2 separate regions of the Sus scrofa genome follow, and region 1 is linked to region 2. Evidence: chromatin contacts called from public HiChIP or PLAC-seq data. All regions are on one chromosome and are shown on one strand. The core of a region is the stretch at or near the end of the contact, and the rest is flanking DNA. Distances in the headings are between cores, read along the strand shown. Region 1 has its middle 4.9 kb from the start of TICAM1. Region 2 overlaps UHRF1 (E3 ubiquitin-protein ligase UHRF1).

The links. HiChIP or PLAC-seq counts read pairs in DNA pulled down with a chosen protein or histone mark.
Region 1: an H3K27ac HiChIP or PLAC-seq map of alveolar macrophages shows a contact between it and region 2. The contact joins two enhancer-like sites. A contact is called at or near these places in 1 of 5 promoter capture datasets (skeletal muscle), 15 of 47 Hi-C or Micro-C datasets (blood, embryonic fibroblasts, fetal liver and 9 more) and 2 of 2 datasets of contacts at active chromatin or transcription factors (alveolar macrophages and skeletal muscle).

The regions. Positions count from the first base shown.
Region 1 is chr2:73,996,975-74,002,389 of Sscrofa11.1, reverse strand. No RefSeq gene overlaps it. Among named protein-coding and RNA genes, the nearest start is that of TICAM1, 4.9 kb to the left of the region's middle. Within about 2 kb of position 3,234, at least 16 of the 83 cell types and tissues checked have an H3K27ac peak or open chromatin away from gene starts, as enhancers often do. A contact at or near this core is called in alveolar macrophages, liver and retroperitoneal adipose tissue, where this site is marked.
Region 2 is chr2:73,921,500-73,926,456 of Sscrofa11.1, reverse strand. UHRF1 (E3 ubiquitin-protein ligase UHRF1) reads left to right here. Exons shown (of 17, transcript XM_021084038.1): 3 at 4,822-4,957. Among named protein-coding and RNA genes, the nearest start is that of ARRDC5, 12 kb to the left of the region's middle. Within about 2 kb of position 1,591, at least 34 of the 83 cell types and tissues checked have an H3K27ac peak or open chromatin away from gene starts, as enhancers often do. A contact at or near this core is called in alveolar macrophages, liver and retroperitoneal adipose tissue, where this site is marked.

The DNA of each region.
Region 1 (5,415 bases), core at 1,985-4,484, 74 kb before region 2:
CAATTTCTGCCGTACCGCAAAGTGACCCAGTCACACATATGCATATATTCTTTTTCTCAGTTGTTCTTCCATTATGTTCTATCCCAAGAGACTGGATAAGCTATACTCTTAAAAATGATTAAAAAGTAAGTTTTATGTCAAGAATATTTTACCACAACAAAACATTGTTTTCAAACCCTTGGCGAGGCAATCATTTCAAAAAGACTCTTGAGAGTTCCCGTTGTGTCGCAGTGGTTAACAATCTGACTAGGAGAATTCCTGTCGTGGTGCAGTGGTTAACGAATCCGACTAGGAACCATGAAGTTGTGGGTTCAATCCCTGGCCTTGCTCAGTGGGTTAAGGATCTGGCATTGCTGTGGCTCTGGTGTAGGCCGGCAGCTATAGCTCTGATTAGACCTCTAGCCTGAGAACCTCCATAAGCCGAGGGAGCGGCCCAAGAAATGGCAAAAAGACAAAAGACAAAACAAAACAAAACAAAAACAAAAACAAAAAAACAATCCGACTAGGAACCATGAGGTTGCAGGTTCAATCCCTGGCCTTGCTCAGTGGGTTAAGGATCCGGCATTGCCCTGAGCTGTGGTGTAGTTCACAGATGCGGCTCGGATCTGGCGTTGCTGTGGCTCTGGCGTAGGACAGTGGCTACAGCTCCAATTAGACCCCTAGCCTGGGAACCTCCATGTGCCTTGGGTGCGGCCCTAGAAAAGGCAAAAAGACCAAAAAAAAAAAAAAGACTTGAAATAGCACTATACCAAAACAAACATAGCTTAGGGTTCTTTCTCTGTGTGTCTCACCAAATAAGCTAACAAGGGCTATTAATCACAGCGATTTCTCATCCCCTCAGTTCAGAATTGAGAAAATGGGAACTATAGGTCAGAGCCAGAGAAAACAAAGATAGGAGGGTTTTTTCCCCATCCGTTCATTGGACACCCTGAATTTTATCACTGGGTGCCTGGATTCCAGTTCAAAGTTCAAAGTTTCTTGGGAGGAAAATGCAAATAGAAGTTATCTGGATGCAAAATGCTCCCGCCCTCCCCAGCCCTACCACAGGGCCTCACTTAGTGCCTGTCTCCTGCAAGGGAGAGACTTTATTGAATGCTTACTGTATGCCAGGCAGGCATGGCTAGGTTCTGGGGATGTATCGGGGTTGGGGTAGGGGAGAGAAAGAAGTGGTGATGCCTTTGGAGCTGGAGAGGGAGAGGGCTTTAAACCCACCTTCCCATGCCTCTCCCCTCATCACCAATTTTGGAATGTCCATTACATGCGTGTCCCCATGCCAAACACATCTTGGTGGCCCTCTGATCCTTGTCTTTTTTATAGCTGCTCCCATGGCATGTGCAAGTTCCCAGGCCAGGGATCAACCCCGAGTCACAGCAGTGACTATGCTGGATCCTTAACCCACTGAGCCACCAGGGAACTCCCTGATCCATATCTTAAAACAACCCTTCCAGGTAAGTTTGAACATGCCTGTTTTATAGGTGAGAACACTGAGGCTCAGAGAAGGTATGAGGGCTGGAGCATCCTGGCTTCCAGGGGAAACCAGGGGCTACAGATGGATACATTTGACCACCTGCAGACAGGTGTAGTTGTGCATCTCCCTTCTTCAATTAAAGAAATAAAAGTTCCAGTTGAGGTCCACATTCCTGTCCAATTTCTCTCCTTCCTGCTCTCACTTGGGAGCCCATTCACTCTCTTTTCTGCTTTTCACACATGGATACATTTCCCTGAAAGTCGTCTTTCGTATTCTTTGGTCTGGCTTTGCTTTTTATGCAGACTGGCCAGAAGTCAGCAAATTTTTTTTCTGCAAAGGACCGGAGAGTAAATATTGCTGATCTTATGGGCCGTAGTATCTTTATTACAATCACCTGACACTGCCTTTATAGTCCCAAAGCAGCCACAGGTGATGTCAATAAATGGGCGTGGCACTGTCCATAAAACTGTTTTTATCAGTGTCTTTTTTTTTTTTTTTTTTTTTGTCTTTTTGTCTTTTCTAGGGCTGCACCCTTGGCATATGGAGGTTCCCAGCCTAGGGGTCTAATCGGAGCTGTAGCTGCCAGCCTACACCACAGCCACAGCAATGCCAGATCCTTAACCCACTGAGCAAGGCCAGGGATTGAACCCACAACCTCATGGTTCCTAGTCGGATTCGTTAACCACTGAGCCATGACGGGAACTCCTCAATTTACAAAACCAAGTGGCAGGCTAGACAGTGGCCACAGTTTGCTGACCCCAGACAGATAGTTTCTTTCTTTTTTTTTTTTTTTGTCTTTTTGTCTTTTTGTTGTTGTTGTTGCTATTTCTTGGGCCGCTCCCTCGGCGTATGGAGGTTCCCAGGCTAGGGGTTGAATCGGAGCTGTAGCCACCGGCCTACGCCAGAGCCACAGCAACGCAGGATCCGAGCCGCGTCTGCAACCTACACCACAGCTCACGGCAACGCCGGATCGTTAACCCACTGAGCAAGGCCAGGGATCGAACCCACAACCTCATGGTTCCTAGTCGGATTCGTTAACCACTGCGCCACGACGGGAACTCCCACAGATAGTTTCTATATTTAGCTTTATTCTGTTGACGATGTCTCCAATATTTTTCCAAGCCAATAAATATAGCCTAACCTTGCTCTTTGGCTTGTTTGGTGGCCGTGCCTGAGGCATGCAGAAGTTCCTGGGCCAGGAATCAAATCCGAGTTGTAGCGGTCATAGAGCCACAACAGTGACAACCTAGATCTTTAACCACTGGGCCACCAGGGAACCCCCAACCTTGTTCCTTTTTAAGTGTGTTATGGTCTCACTAAGCGTGGCTGTATTACAGTTGCTGAGTCCACTATCACTGGGTACACTGGTTGCTGCCACTCTTCCCCCCAAGCAGGCATCGACACATTCTAGGGAGGTGGTTATGAACACAGTTCGGGGGAAGGGAGAGCCTCAGTGCTGGGTTCAGATCCTTTCCTTACTCTGACACTTATCAGCCATGAGGTGGGATGACAAGTGAGCCGGCTGAGGCGGGCCTCAATTTCCCTCCCTTGTAATCTGCTTCTTGGGCTTGATAAAAGGATTCAGTGACTTGGTTGACAGCATTTCTCAAGGGTGGCTTCGGAGAAAGGGAACTTCTGGGACTTCTCAGACGTGGAGAAGACACATTCTCACTCTTACTAAACACTGACGGATTGCTGTCCAAAATAGTGTGGCTATTTTCACTCCCATCCCCCGGCTGGAAGTGAACAAAAAGGCCCATTTCCTCCCTCATTGACCGCGTGTTACTTTCTCTTTCTTGATTTACGCTGAAGTGTCATTCATGGGCACCAAAGTCTACTAAAGCTTCACTGGACAGCTCAGTGGGTTTTTGCATATGGACACACTCCCTGTAGCCATCTCGATGTATAGAGGTCATTTCCAGCCCCCAGATTCCCCGAGGGTCCCTTCTCTGTCCCTACCCACCAGGCAACCTCTCTTCTGGTTTCTGTCCTCATAGTTTCATTTTGATTTGGAAACGTCATCAAAAGAGAATCAGTGTGTGGAGTTCCCTGGTGGCCTAGTGGTTAAGGATGCTGTGTTGTCACTGCCACGGCTCTGGTTTGATCCCTGACACAACCGGAAAAAAAAAGTAAGCTGGTGGAGAGTTCCTTGATGGTCTAGTGTTTTCACTGCTGTGGCCTGGATTCCATCCCTAGTCTGGGAACTGAAATCCCACATCAAGCTGCTGCATGCTGGGGCTCAAAAAGAATAAGAAATACACAAAATGTGTTCTTAGCTCATGAGCCATGCCAACAAACAAAAAGTCCTTGGATGGTATTTGGCCCTCAGGCCATGGTTTGCAGACTTTAAGTCTAAATCACAGTGCCTGATACACAGCAAATACTCATTACTAAGTGTCCAGAGGCAGGTTTTCTGTAGCATCTAGCTTTTTTTCCCACACCAGCAGCCTGCAGAAGTTCCTAAGCCGTGGACCGAACCTGCACCACAGCAGTGACCCAAGCCACAGCAGTGACAACGCTGGATCCTTAAATGCTATGCCAGCAGGGAACTCCTGTGGCATCTCATTTTGAATTTGTAACTGCACCTTCTTTTTCTTACCATTTCCTTCAAATGTTTAATCTTCTTTTTTGAGATGTAATTGACATACAACATAGTGTTCATTTTAAGTGTACAACATAATAACTTGATATATGTATATATTGTGAAATGATCACAGTAAGTCTAGTTAGCATCCATCACCTCTCATAGCCACAGATTTTTTGTTTCTTGTGATGGGAACTTTTAAGACTGAAATTGGTACAACATTGTAAATCAACTATACTCTAATAAAAAAGAAATTTTTTTTGGAGTTCCCCTCGTGGCCTGGTGGTTAACGAATCCAACTAGGAAACATAAGGTTGCGGGTTCGATCCCTGGCCTCGCTCAGTGGGTTAAGGATCTGGTGTTGCCATGAGCTGTGGTGTAAGTTGCAGATGAGGCTCAGATCCGGCGTTGCTGTGGCTCTGGCGTAGGCTGGCAGCTACAGCTCTGATTAGACCCCTAGCCTGGGAACCTCCATATGCCACAAGTGGGGTCCTGGGGGAAAAAAATCTTTTTATGTCTTTTTAGGGCCGTACCTGTGGCATATGGAAGTTCCCAGGCTATGGTCAAAGCAGAGATGTAGTTGCTGGCCTATGACATAGCCACTGCAACGCCAGATCCTAGCCACGTCTGCGACCTACACCACAGTTCACGGCGACACCAGATCCTTAACTCACTGAGCGAGGCCAGGGATCAAACCTGCAACCTCATAGATGTTAGATTCATTTCTGCTGAGCCACGACTGGAACTCACCAATAAAATTATTTTTAAAAAAAGAACTTTTAAGACCAACTCCCTTAGCAACTTTCAAATATGCAATGCAGTGTTGTTAACTGTAGTTACCATGCTTGTACATTACAATCCCAGACTCATTCACTTTATATAACGAAGTTTGTAGTTTTTGACCCCCGCCACTCATTTTCCCCATCCCCACCCTAAATGTTTCATCTTCAGATCCAACAAAAGTGGATACATCCAATTATTTTAACCATCTACTGTGTATATGTTCACCACACACTAGGCATTAAGAACACTAAAAACAGGAGTTCCCATCATGGCTCAGCGAAAACGAATCTGACTAGTATCCATGAGGACGCAGGTTCAACCCCTGGCCTTGCTCAGTGGGTTAAGGATCTGGCGTTGCCATGAGCTATGCTGTAGATCACAGACGTGGCTCGGATCTGGTGTTGCTGTGGCTGTGGTCTATGATGGTGGCTACGGCTCCGATTGGACCCCTGGCCTGGGAACCTCCATATGTCGCGGGTGTGCCCCCTCCCAAAAAAGAAAGAAACGGTGCCATTTGGAACAACATGGATGGACCTAGAGATGATCATACTAAGTAAGTCAGAGAAAGACACATATACGA
Region 2 (4,957 bases), core at 342-2,841:
TCCAATTCAACCCCTAGCCTGGGAACCTCCATATGCCGTGGGTGCAGCCCTAAAAAGAAAAAAAAAAATTATTTGCCAAAGGGGAGGCCAGAAGTGTCCTGCTGGCTGGAGTGTGATAGTTACACCCAAGCCTCATCCTGGGTGGCAGGTCTGGGTCGTCCCTTCAGGTTAGTCTGGCTGCCCTGGGATGCACCGGACCGTGTCCCCAGGCCCTGGTATTGCGGGTGTCCCCAGGGCACGGGTGCTCACACTGTTCTCGGACCCCTTTCCACTCTCCAAAGTGAAGGGGGATGCCAAAGAGCATTTGTGCCCGTGGATCATGTCTTATTTTTGTTGTGGTAGCAATTGGAAGCCTAGAAAAGTTGACAGCTCGAGAAAACATGCATGTACATTTCCTGAGGGGCAGGCTCTTTACCCCGCCAGACTGTGATAGTCTGAAAAGGGCCAGTGGCATCACGATGTCACCACACAGTAGCCTGAGCCTCACAGACCCTCCCCAAATGCCCCTCCAGCTGTGGCCCAGTGGGGTCAAAGGGCAAAATTCACTTGTTGGGACCAATCCTATCTGTTGGGGAGGGGACATGAAGAGAGAGTCGTGCCTGTGCTTGAGATGCTGTGCGCTATGCTTGCCCCTCTGTCCCTCCACCAGGGCTGGGTCCTGCTTGGTGTCTTTTCTTCCCTCTCCTCTCATCTGTCTGGCCTGCACCTCAAGTTGCTGTGGTGGCCTTGACAGGAAGGCAGGGGCTGGGGCTGCACCCTCAGTGTCTCACTTGCTTACTGTTCAGGCTCTCACAGATGCCCTGCCCTCCTCGGGGCCCTGCTATCTGCCTTACAGCCCCTCCACCTTTCCCCAAAAATTACTGCCTCTAAGCCACCCGGAGACCCACTCCCAACCCAGCCCGGTGGCATTTCTTTCCTTTTGTCTTTGGGCAGCACTCAGCACCTGAAAAGTCACCCCCCTCCCCCAGTTTCCCTGAGGGGACAGAAAGTGGGCAGGGACTGTTGGCTGGAGAGCTTTGATTCCAAGCTTCCAAAGGGAAAGGGCACTTGTCACACGGTCTGTGTGTTTATTTCACTTCACACACCCGCATGGCCCAGAATGCCAAGTGTCCAGGAAGCGCAGTCGGATGAGAGGAGGTGTGATCTAAATGCCGCGGGCGGTTTTGCCTTTACACCTGAAGCTGCCCTGCAGGATCCTCGGCCCCAAACCCTGGGTGCGGGTTTGACTACAGGCAGTTTAAGGGATATTCCCTGGGAATTTTGGTTATACAGGATTTTAACTGTGAGGTTTAATTTTAACAAAAGAGCCTCTAAGTAAGGTGCAGCTCGCCTGTCACTCACTATATCTAGCTTTTTTAGGCACCAGTTGGAATTTTCAGATCTTAGAAGGAATGCGGCCATGGCCTGTCCCCTCGCTGGACCCAGCCCTCTGCCCTTCACTTCCTGGCAGTCTGTGCCCAGCTTTGGGCAAGCAGGGTCAAGACAGGGGCACCCGGGACACCCACCCTCTCGCTGTAGTAAGTGGTTGTGCAAGCTCCTTCCTGCCCTCTGTGGGGCCCTTCTAGAACGTTCCACAAGTGGCCTCAGGAAGCAGTCAGACCAGCTTATGCATTCCGTCCTGGAGGTGGAGCCCCAGGCCAGCCTGGCTCAGCATGCTCACCCCCTCCTGTGCCCAGCTGGCTCTGCCTGCACCTCTGTCCAGTGTGCCCAGAAGGGAAGCCCGGCTTCCCAGCCCCGCACAGACGTGAGGGGCTCATTCAGGCACAGCCTCTTGGGTAGAAAATGCCAGGAGGAAGGAGCTGAGTGGGTGCACTGCCTGGCTCCATCAGGATTCTTCCTATTGCCTTCAGACACAGCCCTCAGCCCATTCCTTTCCTGCAGCCTACACACACACCCTCCCCACAAGCTGCTGTTTTGGTGCATTCTGCTCCCTCCCTTATCTCTGACGCTCAGCAACACCCTCCCCCAGCACTCTTTGTATAACAGAAGTCCCACCATGTGCTCCCTGGCCACCCCTCCCGCTGCCTCCCCCTGTCCCCTCTCCCCTCCACTTGGTTTATTTCCCATCCTCTGAAGTCGTTCCGCTTCCCTTGCCATGTGTGGGAGACACATCTACATTTCTGCCTTTAACTGTCACGCACAGTGGTGTGATATGTCTTGGCAGAGACACACAGTCTTGCTTGTGAATGATGTGTCTGTGAGCCTACTGTGAGCGCAGGGGTCCCTGTACTTCGGGTACTCTCCAGAGGGTCCCTGGGGATGATTTGGACGTACTGGAGATACTGGGCAGTGTCTGAGAACATCTGTGGTTGTCATGACTGGGGTTGGGGGGGGCGTGGGCAGGACCCTGCAGTGTGCGGGCTGGCCTCCTACAGAGAAAGACTGCCCAGATGTTTGCAGGGCTGAGGGGTGTCTGCCTAACCGTGGGGATGCTGGGTACCAGGTGCTGGTGTCTTGCTTATCCTTTTTAATGACATTTGGCTTGCCCTCCGCTGGTTTCTTTGTCATCGTGCTGCTGGGAACACGTGTCTTTCTCCACTTTTTTTTTTTTTATTAATTATTTTTTAGAGCAGTTGTAGGTTCACAGCAAAACTAAGAGGAAGGTACAGAGAGAGATTTCACATGTACCCCCTGTCCCCCATCGGTACCCCCTCCCCACCCCCGCACACCTGTCTCTCACCACGTGGTGGATTTGGTACAAGTGATAAACTTGCACTGACATTAACACCCAGAGTCCATATGTATAGTGACACGTGTCCCCTTTATAGTAGCCCGCAGAATAGTGTCACTGCCCTAAAAGTCCTCTGTGATCCACCTCTTCATCCCTCCCTCCCTCTAATCCCTGAATGGCAACTACTGATCCTTTTCTATTGGCTTCTTTAAAACAAAAACAAAAAAAACCTTCATTGAGATATAATGCACATACCATGCAATCAGCCCATTTAAAGTCTGCAGTTCACTGGTTTTCGGGTATGTTGATGGAGATTTGCAACCATCACCACAGTCAACTTGGGGACATTTTCATCACCTCCAAAGGAAACCCTGCACCTTTTTTCAGTCATTTCCCTTCCCCCATCCCCTCCCCAGCCCGTGGCTACCACGAATCCACTTTCTGTCTCTGTGGCTATGGCTCCCTCGGGACCTTCTGTATTGGAATCACACAGTGTTCTTCTGTGCCTGCTTCTCTCACTGAGCGTCGTGTTATCAAGGTCCATCCACACAGTAGCGAGTGTTGGTGCTTCTCTCCTTTTTAAGGATGAGTAACGTCCAGCGTGAGGATGACGACACCGTGTTGATCCATTCATCCATCAGTGGACCCTGAGTTGCTCCACCCTTGGGCTCCTGTGCTCATGCCACTGTGACCACGTGGGTCACCTCTCCCTGGTCCCCTGTGGGCCCTGGCAGTGCTGGGGAAATTGGGGCTATTGCTGGGCTCTGGGTGAACCGGTGGCGTGGGTCAGACCTCCAGGGTGGGTTTCGGAGGGCCCTTGTGGCCCCTGCAGCTACAGACCACTGTTGATGTCTTCAGATGTGTGTTTCTCAGGGAGAGAGGCGGTCAGCCCTCAGATTCTCAGGTTTGCAATGAATAAAGGTTAACACTGTGCCCTGGGGCTAGCCTTCATTGTGACCCCAGGTGCTGTTTGCATGTTAATGGCAGTTAGCCCTTTGAATCATCAGCTTTGGGTTAAAAATTGGGAGGGAGGGAAAGTTGATATTTGGTGTATTTTTCTTCCTTCCTTTAGGGCAGTGCTTCTGAACCCGGTGGTTCTGCCCGCAGGGGACACTGGGTGACCATTGGCGGTTGTCATGACTAGGGATGCTCCCAGCATCCAGAGGGTACGGCCAGGGATGCCCCCTGTGCTGTCCGTAAAGCCCTGCCCCCATCGGAGAGTGAGCCCCAGCTGTCTGCGGTGCTGCGGTAGAGCCTACCTTAGGGTCATCTGGATCCAGCAAAATGTGTAAAATGAGGGTCCCTGTTGGGTGTTGGCGGTGTGCCCTGGGGGGCTCCCCGTCAGCGAGGACAGTGTGGGTGGGATTAGGATAGAGGAGTTAATAGAGAGGTGGCCTGGAGCTCCCGTCGTGACTCAGTGGTTAACGAATCCGACTAGGAACCATGAGGTTGCAGGTTCGATCCCTGCCCTTGCTCAGTGGGTTAAGGATCCCGAGTTGCTGTGAGTTGTGGTGTAGGTTGCAGATGCAGCTCGGATCCCGCGTTGCTGTGGCTCTGGCCTAGGCTGGCGGCTACAGTTCCAATTGGACCCCTAGCCTGGGAACCTCCATATGCCACGGGAGCAGCCCTAGAAAAGGCAAAAAGAGGGAAAAAAAAAAAAAGAGAGGTGGCCTGAGTGGATAAGGTTTGAGCTAAAGTCTCACAAGGAACCTGGTGGATGTCAGGGGGCACGTGCCCTTTGTTCACTCAGGTCAGGACTCCCCTGACCCACCTGCCAGTGCTGTGGGCATTGGTTTGAGTCACCCTCCGTGGGGGCCATCTGGGCAATCCCCACCCTGTCATGACAACCAGAAAAGGTCCCCTGGGGGCAGGATGGCCCTCAGTTGAGCACCAGTGTATACAGGTGACACCTGTTACAGCAACAAAAGTTTTAAAGCCCATAAAATATTAAACCCCCCTGACACCCAGGATGGACATCCGAGACACAGTAGCAGTGACAGCACTCACTCAGAGGACCTGGGGAATTTGGGGGAGGGGTGGCTGTAGCCCCAGGAGCCGTCTGTTGCAGCTCAATCTCTCCACGAGGGTGGATTCGGTCCTTTGCCCTTGGTGCTTTCTGTGTCCAGTTACCTCGCCTCATGTCCCTGCAGATGGAGGACGGCCACACTCTGTTTGACTACGACGTGCGCCTGAATGACACCATCCAGCTCCTGGTCCGGCAGAGCCCCATGTTGTCCCCAGGTGGCGGCGGCAGCAGTGGTGACAGCAGCAATAGTGGTGGTGGCG